Regions from separate parts of the Ovis aries genome. Here region 2 is linked to region 1. A link is a contact called in public Hi-C data. All regions are on one chromosome and are shown on one strand. Each heading gives the region's core, a stretch centred on a gene start, on an enhancer-like site or on the middle of the called end of the contact. The rest is flanking DNA. Distances are from core to core; before and after follow the strand shown.

What was found. Hi-C and Micro-C count contacts between places; a contact is called where the count stands out from the background.
Region 2: a contact with region 1 is called in a Hi-C map of liver, with 2.1 times the contacts expected there. The contact joins two enhancer-like sites. A contact is called at or near these places in 3 of 16 Hi-C or Micro-C datasets (hypothalamus and liver).

The regions. Positions count from the first base shown.
Region 1 is chr15:39,102,268-39,108,210 of ARS-UI_Ramb_v3.0, reverse strand. It overlaps a transcript of BMAL1 not described here. Among named protein-coding and RNA genes, the nearest start is that of BMAL1, 20 kb to the right of the region's middle. Within about 2 kb of position 2,365, at least 5 of the 54 cell types and tissues checked have an H3K27ac peak or open chromatin away from gene starts, as enhancers often do. A contact at or near this core is called in liver, where this site is marked.
Region 2 is chr15:39,147,304-39,152,818 of ARS-UI_Ramb_v3.0, reverse strand. It overlaps a transcript of BMAL1 not described here. Among named protein-coding and RNA genes, the nearest start is that of BMAL1, 65 kb to the right of the region's middle. Within about 2 kb of position 4,023, at least 2 of the 54 cell types and tissues checked have an H3K27ac peak or open chromatin away from gene starts, as enhancers often do. A contact at or near this core is called in liver, where this site is marked.

The DNA.
Region 1 (5,943 bases), core at 1,116-3,615:
TTTGGAATCTGTGTGTTTGGATACCAAGACGAAGGTAAAATCAGTTGCTGTCTGACATGCTTGGGCAGAGCTTTATAGATGCCGTGAAGTTTCTGATGCAAAAAGGTGCTGCACATTTGCTGGGTGCTGCGGGAGGGGAAGTGCGGTGCATCCGTGGGTGCTAGTGAGGGGATATAAATATTGCAGTTTTGGAGAGCCTGGGAGTGGATCACTGGGGAGATTTCAAGGGAACTCCAAAGGGAATGAAGGACTGGGGTGCAGGCCAGGGTGGGTGGTCTGAGTTCTGTGGGACGCTCTGCCCCATCCTGGGACAGTGAGGGGGAGGGGCGTGAGTGCTGCTGTTCTCAGGCCTCCAAACTCCAGGCTGAATAAAGGGTGATAGCAGATCATGGCGGTCCTTTTCTCTGACCCTCAGGATCCTTCTTTGTGTAGCCCTCTGGGCGGCCAGTATCTATGGACTGGGGCTAGCATGGGAGCTGGAATATGTGTCTCTTTCTTGCCCTGGACCGATGCCCGGCGCATGCCTGGGCCGAGTGGGCCCTGGGTGTTAGTTCTTTCTGAGTCTGAGAGGGGACAGAGGAGGCTGAGGAAGCCTTTCTGAGGAAGGAGGGGCTGTGGAAGCTTCTGGGGTAGACTCCTCTTGCAGCACTGGAGGGCAGTGATTTTCAATTGAGGTTGTAGCGGGCGGCACAGAGAGGAGTGAGTGGGAGGGAAGAGATCACAGGCCAGAAGAAGCTGTGGGAGTTACTTACGGACAGACAAAAAGCCAAGTGGAGAGGGAAGGACAGTGACATGCTGGGACCTCGGAGTCCACGGTGGAAAGGAAGGAGGTGGGGCCACAGCAGGCCGGCCCCGAGTTACTCAGGCTGGGCCTTCGGATTACTGAGCACACTCTTCTCTGAGCAGAGAGTCTGTCTTCCTGCCCAGTGAGCTCCTTCCCACTCTGGACAGTGGTTCTCAAACATGTTGCCAGGTGTTTCCATGTGGCAAAGAATAAAGTCAGTACATGGAATATCCTTGGTGTCACCTCCATAATTTGCTGGGTTTTTTAGTTATTCTTTTGATACCTACAGCCACTCACCTGCTTTTGAGTTAAGAATGTATAAATTAGCAGTTTCCATTACCTGGAAAATAGCTGATAAGCATTTGTTGTTGTTTAGTTGCTAAGTCATGTCCAATTCTTTGTGACCCCATGGACTGCAGCACGCCGCGCTCCCCTGTCCTTCATTACCTCCCTGAGTTTGCTGAAACTCATATCCATTGTGTCGATGATGCCATCCAACTATCTCATCCTCTGTCACCCCGTTCTCCTCTAGCCCTCAATCTTTCCCAGTATCAGAGTCTTTTCCAATGAGTCGGTTCTTTGCATCAGGTGGTCAAAGTATTGGAGCTTCAGCTTTAGCGTTAGTCCTTCCAGTGGACATTCGGGATTGATTTCCTTTAGGATTGACTGTTTTGAACTCCTTGCTGTCCAAGGGACTCTCAAGAGTCTTCTCCAGCACCACTGTTTGAAAGCATCACTTCTTTGAAACTCAGCGTTCTTTATGGTCCAGTTCTCACATCAGTACATGACTGACTACTGGAAAAACCGTAGTTTTGATTGTATGGACCTTTGTCGGCAAAGTGATGTCTCTGCTTTTTAATATGCTGTCTAGGTTTTTCTTCCAAGGGGCAAGCATTTTAGTTTGAGGCGTTCATACTTTTTCTCAGATGCGTGTTGTAGTTTTAATACAACCTAGCAATATTTTGGTTGATAAAATAAAAATTTTCATTTTTATAGTTTATAAAGGTAACACGATTTCAGTGTGGTAGATTCCTCCTGTGCGTCCCACCTCTGAACCAATCTTCAAGGAGCAGATTCTCCCCTTTCTGTCTTGCATCCTGCTCCTGGCATTTAACTGTGTCCCAGCATCTTTCTCTGTGTGCAGCTCAGCCCAGGAGACCAAGGAAACCCAGGTCAAGGGCTGTGTCAGTAAAAGGTTCCGGGATAAAGAACCCTGAAACCTTCGCCTGAGAAGAGGTTGGGAAGTTGCCTGTGGCCTTCCTGTCCCCGTCCCAGCCCACGGAGATACTAGCAGGCCTGGTTGCTTCATATTATGTGTCTCCTATGTAGCAGTGGCATTCGTAATTGATGCCAGCTTTAAATTCTCAAAAGGAAGGCAGTGTTCATGGTCCGTGGCCGCAGCTCTTGTCATTTCACTTTCTCTGAATCACTGTGCCAGCCACCCAGCTGGCATTCAAGAAACACTTCTGGTTCATTGAGCCATTGCTGGTCAGAGGCCCTGCTACCTCGGCCACCACCACCTGGAGTACTGAGAGCTTCAAGTGAAAGTCCTGAGGGTTGTGAATGTTAAGACCTGTCCAAAGTCCACCCTCCATCCTTCTGGCTGGATGAACCACACCCTGGCTATCAGCACTTATTTGCTCCTTATCAGAGTGACAGAATGGTCCAGGGGAAGGGCATCCAGGGGTCACTTCCTGTGGCCACCCTCCTGTGCAGGAAGACCCCATCTGTGCTCATCAGGACAGTCAGGCCCGGGTCCCCCCGGGAGCCCACACGCCCAGCCTCCTGCTCCCTCCCTTATGGGTATATTCGCCTGTTAGGAAATCCTTCTTTATTCTAATCCAGATCTGCCTCTTGGCACTGTTTTCCTTGTTGACCTAGTTCTGCCCTTCGTACCAACACAGAACAAAGGTCCATAGGCGGTCCGTGGTAGAGTTTGGAATTCATGCTCACAGGCCCCCTTCCTTTCTCCTCCCACCCTCTCATCTCCCTCCCCAGTGTCTCTGTTCTCCAGCGCCTTCCACTGCCCTTGTGCAACATGGCAGTCCATATTAATGATTGGCGACACTCATTGAGTGCTTTTCACAGGCCAGGTGCTGTCCTAAGCTCCTCACATGAATTTTCTTACTACTCACAATCACCTATGAATGAGGTGGGTACTGCCAATAGCTGCATTTTGCCAATGAGGAACCTGAGGAGCAGAGGTCAAATGTTGTCCAGAATCACACAAGGAAGTGGTGGGGTGAAGACTGGAGCTGGGTGGTCGGGCTCCAATGCCCATGCCCTCAACTGTGGGGCCATACTATCTTATAGCCATAACGCTGGAAGTAAGCCCATGGTGCATTAGATTGGGACTGGCCCCTACTGTGATTTTGCAAGGAATCATTTCGAGGGAGCCCGAGTTGAATCATTTCCTATGAAACATCCTCAGAATTTGTTTTGATAGAACTACTGCAGTCCAGAGGCCTTTGCCTTGTCACCAACAAATGGGTTCATCCAAACTCTGCCAGGCCCTGCAGAGTTCATGGTGCAGTGGGTTTTGATCAGGGTGACAAACGTGGGCTCTTAGTATTTTCTTTTCCTGCACATGAAGTCCAGTGCAATAGGTTTCATGTTCAGAATGCCTCATCATGATTTTGGTGGCCATAAAGCAGAGAGAGAAAAGTCCCTAAGACTTCTAAGACTGGACCATAGCTTCAAGTTCCTAATTCAGCATTCACTCTCCCAGAACAGCCCCAGCAGTTGTGGAAGGGAGAGATGCGATACCGCCTACCCTCCAAAGCTGGGATGGCAGGTGCCAAATATACATTTTCCTGAAATGCATGCATCAGGAAGGGTTTTGGAAGCGCAGGTGAGAGAGATGAGAGAGGGCATGTCAAGGCCAGTCCAAACTGGACTTGAGTGCTGTGTCCCCGAGCTGTGCGACTAGGCACAGGTCACTCGTGATCTCTGTTTCCTCTTCTGTAAGACAGAAGTAACAGTGTCTTTTCCTAAGGATGCTTCTTTTAGGCTTAAATGAGCAAAGGCAGATGTGCCATGAAGCTGCAGTGGTTGTTTCAGACCATTTCCCCCACGTGATACCTCAAACCCTCGTTCACTGTCTGGCCCTTCCTGCTTTTAGCATGGGCCCCAGCCCTTCAGCTGCCTACTGCCTTGTGAGGCATGGAGTGGGATTGTGGGGGTGTGGGGTCTTCTGCGGCAGTAACCATCCCCAAGACCCAGCCTGCAGCCACATCGGTCACCCTGCCCTGACCCCAACGCTCAGGCCAGGTTGCCCCAAGAGTCCAGGAAAAGGTGATTCATCAAGAGTCTGCTTCCTGTGCTCACGCGTCCCTGGGCTTTTCTGCTCCAGGCGGTGGTCACACACGGGTTGAGCCAGAAGTGCTGGGAAACAGGGTTTGAACCATCTTTCTCTTCATCAGTTGTTTTTTAGATTGCATGCATCCTGGTTACTATTTTTTAGAGGTAAGCAGCCAAGTGAGGGACCTGAGTTCTGAGGTCTGGACCCAGAAATCTGGAAGGAGAGCAGCTTGAAGCAATATAAACAGGACTTGATAAAATCTGGTTCTGTAATTACCAAAAACGGGGCCCTGACCATTGGGCTAGCCTCCCTGAAACATAGTGTCTCTGTCAGAAAACTGGGGGCAGTAATAGAACTGACCCCACGGGGTGGGAGGAGGATCAGATGAGATCCTCGATGGCGTAACATTATAACAATCCCCTTTTTTCTCCGCCATCCACTCTGCTGTTGATTTCTTATATGGCTTTGAGTAACTATCTTACCCCTCTCTTTGACCCTTCTCTTTGCAGATGAGTTGAAACATACTGGTTCTGAATGAGTGCGTAGCGCCCCCTATAGGACATCTTGGGAATGTGTAAGGTGGTTGGGCTGTCACTGTGGGGATCAGGGCTTTCACCTGGCGGGGCAGGGCAGCAGAGATGCTGGATTAACACATGGAGAACAAAGAACTGTCCAGCATCCCACCCAGTTTCCTAAAGTTCAGAGGGCATTCGTGTAGGTGAAACTGTGTATGTAACGACCTGGGCCTGGAATCTGACTTCATTTTACATATAAACAAAGATAAAATTTGCATGTTTTTAATATATACTGAATTTTCCAGGAACACAAGCACCGAAGTATATGAGGTTTACCTATTTGTTATAAATAGCTACAGGCATCTCATTACATCTTTCACTATGTCTGGAGAGTAGCTGTGCCCAACCTCTGCGTATTGATGGATGTGTTATTTTACTTTAACTAACTTTATTTTCTTTCTTCTTTGTATTACAGCAATGTTGATTGTCTTGAAATTGTAAGCGTTGGCAGGTTATATGATTTACAAATTTTATTTCAAGTGAATGAAAAGAATATTAAAAATATTTGTATTGAGTCTTTGAAAGTATGAGAGAGAGGGGGAGAGTTTGTGTGTGTGTGTTAGCTTATAAATCAGCTGGAGAAACCTTAGGATAGACTTGAAATAAAAAGAAATGGTTTCATTTAGAAATTTCCTTTTACGTAAGGATATGTAATAGAAGTCAGAATTTAACTGCATCCCTTGTCAGAGAAATAAAGTGTTTTGATGTCTCCCCTGGCCCTTTTAGAAAATGTATAATCTTAGAGTCTAAAACACAGTTTTTATCATCAGCTTTTTTCAGCTTGGACATCTTTATTTTTTTCATCACTCCCATCTCTATGTGTGTGTGTGTGTGTGTGTGTGTGTGTGTGTGTGTGTGTGTGTGTGTTACCATCTATGTGTAGATTTTTCAGAAGGGAAAACCAGGCAGGCCTCCTTGCTTTTACCAAGTTTGTTTTTGTTGTTTTGTGACCTCTGCCTGAACAAATGGACTGTACAGGTTTTGCAAATTACCTATTCACGTGCTTTATTTTTCCACTGAGGTGATTGCCTTTTCATGGATTTACAGCAGGTTTTATTTTTGTTTTGTTTCACTTAATTCAGAAAGGATAATATTTCTTTACCTGCCACAGAGCTCTGGAGTCAGATGACCCTGAGTTTGAATCCTGGCTTTCCCGCTCATTTGCTAAGAATTGACAGGCAGTTTACTTGACCTCTCTGAGGATTAGTTACTTCTGATTGAGAACTAGATGAAAAAACACTGCATGGCACAAAATAAAAGCCCAGTGCGTGGTTTCTGCTGCC
Region 2 (5,515 bases), core at 2,774-5,273, 43 kb before region 1:
TTATCTTTAATTGGCTCCAAAGTACAGCAAATCAATAGCTGAGCCACATCAACTAAAGAAAACTTCCTGTGTATTTCTCTGGGTGTAGTACTATGCATTTCTTTATTCAGTTGACAGATATCTGGAGGGCCATATACCAGGCACAATGCTAGACCCAGAGGAAGAACAGAAATAGTTATGGCCAAGGAGCCTGCAGTTTTATCTGCATATAGAGGATAACCCAAGGCCACATACAATGCCAATAAAGTGGCCTAGATGGTCTGTAATTGCTACAGAATTTCAGAGACAAGAAAGCTCCTTTTGAGTTGCTGTGGTAGGGAGGAAACTTCGTGGACGTGATCAAATTCAGACTTTTAAGGATGTGTAGAATTGAGATTCACAGAAAAGCGTAGCACAGGTGTTTCCAGGGAGTAGGTAGGTGGGAACACAGCATATGAAAAGCATCGAGGTAGGGATGACCAGTGTGTATTCAGGGACACAGACTTGTGTGGAATGGAAGGTTTTTAATTTCAGACGATAATAATTACTAACACATCGAGAGTTCTTATGAGGTCCTTCGTACTTCACGTATATTATTTGATCTAATGCCTACAAAAGCCCATGAAGGAGATACTATTATTAGCATCATTTCAGAGATGAGGAAATTGAGGCACAGAGTGATCTAGTAACCGTCCTAAGGTCACATAGCCAAGAAGCAGCGGATCCAGGATTAAAAACTAGGCCGTGGAGACTCGACCAGTGGAAGCCGCTGTCTCCCACCATCCTCCAGATGCAGGATTTGGGTTTGGGTGGGAGGTTTAGAGTCACGAGCTGTAAAGGACAAGACTCTAGTCTACTCCTTCATTTTGCAGAAACTCAGCACCCTTACGTGGCAAGTCACCGTTTACCTAGTGAGGTAGAGACTGGTAGAGAACCGGTGAGGTGGTTTCGTTATGATTATGGTTTTTAGTGACGTGAAATCATTCTTCTCTGGTGGCGCTATGGTAAAAAGCCCGCCTGCCAGTGCAGGAGATGTAAGAGACGTGGGTTCGATCCCTGGGTTGGGAAGATCCCCTGGAGGAGGAGATGGCAACCCACTCCAGTATTCTTGCCTGGAGAATACCACGGACAGAAGCACCTGGTGGGCCATAGTCCATAGGGTCACAGAGCATCGGACACGACTGAAGCAACTGACACGTAAACGTTAGTCCAGTGTGAGTGTTCCAGCTGGATTGGAGCGGAGGGACTGACTGCAGCAGAGACAGGGTAGGAGGCTACTAGCTGAATCCAGACAGAGATTCAGCTGAGTGGAGCCAGAACTGGGAATTAATTGTCAATTATGTTAATCGGCATGGCTGTTTTCAGCCGCCCTTTAGAATTTAGAGTGTGGGGAACATCTGCCTGTGTGAGTGGCTTTCAAGTATGTGAATCTGCAGTGTATTGTGACCGTGACACCTTGGTTAATGACTTCTCGAGAAGCAAAGCACCATTATGGAAGTCAGATGTTTAAAAACAAATACCCACGTTTGCCAGGAAGGTTCCCTGATTAGAAATGGGATAACCTGCATTCTAGGCTGCTTCCAACACCTAAGCATCAGATTGTTGTTATTTAGTCACTAAGTCTTGTCCGACTCTTTTGCGACCCCATGGACTATATCTCTCCAGGCTCCTCTGTCCATGGGATTTCCCAGGCAAGAATACTGCAGAGAGTTGTCATTTCCTTCTCCAGGGGATCTCCCTGACCCAGGTATCAAACCTGCATCTCCTGCATTGGCAGGCAGGTTCTTTACCCCTGAGCCACCAGGGAAGCCCCAGATAGCCTAAGTCAGAAACTTAACGTCTCTAGCTGTGGCTGATCCTTATCTGTGGAACAGGTATAAATTCTTATCCAGCCCCTTACAGTGTGGTTCTAATGCTGGAGTAAGATAAGAGCTGTAAACTTGCTCCCTGGTTGTAGGGAGCAGAAGTTGTGTTTTTAATAGTGAAGGTGTACTAGCCTTTCAGGCAGAGCCTGAAGGGCACAGAAGTTCTCCTGTCTCTAGGGTGTGTTTAGGGATGCGGCGCTGTCCACCAGATGGGTGCTGACTAGCCTCACTTTGCTGGGTAGGGCCATATTTTAAAGATAATGGTATATTTCACCCTCAGAAATAGGGGAACCAGCCTGGGCATGGATAGAAAAGTTAGGCCAGAGATGCTAGTTAATCTATACTCCTCTGTGCACACCACTCAGGTTAGTGATGAGCTGCTGTGAACTGGAAAAACCAGTGTCAGGATCCAGCCAGCTGGCCAGTTGGGCATTCTTAGATATTTCACCTGTCCTGGGGCCATAGGCAGAAATCCAGAAGAACCTTGATTACTTTGGAAAATTAGTGGGTGAGCCAGCATGCTGCCCTGATAATACTTGGTTACAAAGCTTGTGGCAGAGTCTTGACATGAAGGATTGGAGATTTGCCGAATCTTAATTTTTGTTAGTATTGCATGATGTATTTATTATTCATAATAATAATTATAGCAGTACTTAACCTCTGAGTATTTCCCATCTGCTGAGAACTACGTTAAGAGCTCACATGACTTTTCTCATTTAATACTCTCAATAGCCCTGTCAAGTGGATTCCCACTTTCTAGTTAGGGAGACTGAGATCCAGTGCCTCTGATGGTCCAGTGAGTGGAAAAGCCAAGATTCAAACCCAGAACACTCTCCCTCTTACCTGCTGCAGTCTTCTCCCTTTTCCTGGAACCCTAAAATGCTTCCTGAATCTGGTTTTGAGGTTTCTGACAGCACAGTAGGTCTTTGGAAGGCATTTTTGGTTGATAGTGACTTTGGCTCACCACGGCTCTCCCTCCTTCACAGCCCATGGCTGGCATCTGGCAGCTCTTGCCAACTGCCCTGTGGCTTATGAGCAAAGGATGCCAAAAATGAATGCGCTGGATTGACTAACTGTGCTGGCTAGGGCAAGTGGTGGTGGCGGGGGAGGGGGGTGTTGGGGGAAGAGAAGAATGATGAAACAGTTGCTCTGGGTCAGTTTCTCAGAAAGTGACAGGGTGGTTGGTAGCTTACTCCATTTTCATGTGGATGCTCGTCAAGATCTTATGAAAGCCTATCCTGAAGTCATGGTCCTGATAACAATGCCACGCACCACTCATGTGTGATTTACAAAGCAGTTTTTACCTCTGTTTTCTTGTCTTACAAGGACACAACCCTACAAGGACAGGTGTTACGAAGTCTCATTTTGCACGCCAGAAATATATAAAGAACTTAAACTACTGTCCAGGGTCCCGAAGCTAGTCAGTGGCAGAGTCAGGCTTAAACACCACTTCTCTGACAACTTCTTCTCTCTTCCCAAGTTCCTCTTCACTTACTCTGTTGAAGTCATTCTTAAATGTTCTGATTTACTGTATTCAGAGGCCAGCAGGAATTATTAGGGTGAAATATGTTGTGTTGCACACTTCGCTGTTACTGAATCCAAATAAGTAGTCAGTCATGTGATTGGTGGTTGTGTTTTTTTAATTGATTTGCACCTACTTTCAATGGTACAGAACACACATAGATCTTCTGTGGTGTATTATTGGACCATCAGCTCTTCTAGCTTTAGAAGTCCCAAGGCTTTAAGAGATGATAAAACATGGAGTTTACGTAATTTCTTTACAAAGTTGACCATCGAGTTCTTGGTTGGGAACACACGCTCTCATTATCACATTGTTTCCATGGAGAAATGAGTCTTGATTCACGTGATTTCAGCTCTCCGTGCCTTTTCTAGGAATGGAGTGAACTGTTTTAGGAGAGAGGACTGGTTGTGTTATCACTTAGAGTTCTCTCCCCTCCTGTTACTACAGGAGGCAGGTTTGTTTTTCTGGGCCCTCTCGATTTTCCTGTGACCTGAACATAAGTCATCTTTGAGATAATTTCATTTGAAGTAATTTCATTTTTGAAAGGTTTTCCATGAAATAAACCTGAATGCAATACTTACCCACACAGTTTTGAACATCCCCTTTAAGGTATTTCATCAGAGACAAAGGGCTTTGCCAAGAGAATGCAGAACTGATTTCACTCAAGCTTTTTGTATCGATTGGGACACAGAGCACATTCCTGTCTTAGGGAGATCTACAGGCACGTTGGCTGAATTTGGGTGGAAGCTGGCTTCTTTCTCATATGCCAGTTTAGTAGATAGTGGTCCAGGCCCACTGCCTTCAGCGTGTGCCTTCCGCTTGGTGGCTGAAGGTGGAAGCCTTGCTTTGTGCCATCTCCCAGGGGAAAAGGGTCAAGGAGTCATACATGCAGTCATCGTGAGGGCAAGACCTGGAAGTCGCGCATTCTTTTATCCCAGTGGCCAGAACTTAGTCAAATGGCTACATTTACCTGCAAAGGAAGCTGAGAAAGCTCCCAGGAGTACAGCAAAATCTACTTTTCAGGTGGAAAGGAGACTAAACAATGGAGGAGGCTAGCAGTGTGCTACACTGTGGGAAGGAGTGAGTGGGGTCTGCAGCTCTTACCAGGAAAGCTGAAAAGGTACCCGAGCCCAGAGTCAGAATCTAAGAAGACTCCCGGAAATCAGGATACACACAGCCATTTAATGATCAGGGGAACGCATTGCTCAGACACTGGGCGGCCAGGTAGAACCCAGGTGCTGGAGGGAATATGAGTAATTTAGAAGACTTCAGTTGACAGTAAAGAAATTCACCAGCAGAAAGAGCCCTGGATAAGGAGTCAGAAACCCTGGATTTGAGTCTAGCTCTTCCATGCCATAACCTGGGATAAAATAATCCACTGAATGTTCAGTTTATCCATCAGGAATATGGGAACAGTGACAGTGACCTTTCTGTCTCCCAGGCTTAGTGTGAGGATGATGGATGCGGAAGTGCCGCAGACTGCAGCGCCATGGCAGCGGGCACAGCGTCTGTGTTATTGACCTTTGTGTCCCTAGCATCCAGCCCAGTGCCTGGCATGGACGCATTTGTTCAGTGAGGTGTGAACTGGTATGAGAGGTGGGAAAAACTGTGTTGTGCTACAGAGCTCCTGAGCTTGGACGGTCTTCTCTGCTAGGTGGAACATTTCTTCTACTCTCCACTGGCCAAGACCTTGGACCTACATGTAAAACCAGGTACCTTACCAGGATGCAGGCAGACAGTAGGACAGCTCCCAACCGGGAAGCGTATGACACATAGTATGTCCTTTTCAGGGTGATTTGTTTACTCCACAGTTTAGGTCACAGAATATAGCAAAACTGGAGATAAGACTTTGATTTGGATGTCACGGTCCATGAATGTGAACTGATCATTTTTAAATGGTTTCGTTCACCTGCAGTTTGGAAGATAAAACTTTACCAACACCACTAAAACTTGACTTTTTGCTTCATAATAATAAGATCCAGTTATAAAATTCTTCTGTTGATTTGAAAAAATGTGTGGCTTTAAAAAACCATTTCTTGAAAATATGATGTAGGTAAGAGGATATAAAGATGAATTTAATGTTTCTATCTTTTGGGCCATTTTAATCTTAATAATTGTGATTTTTTTTTCCCTTTACTAGTAAGGAAAT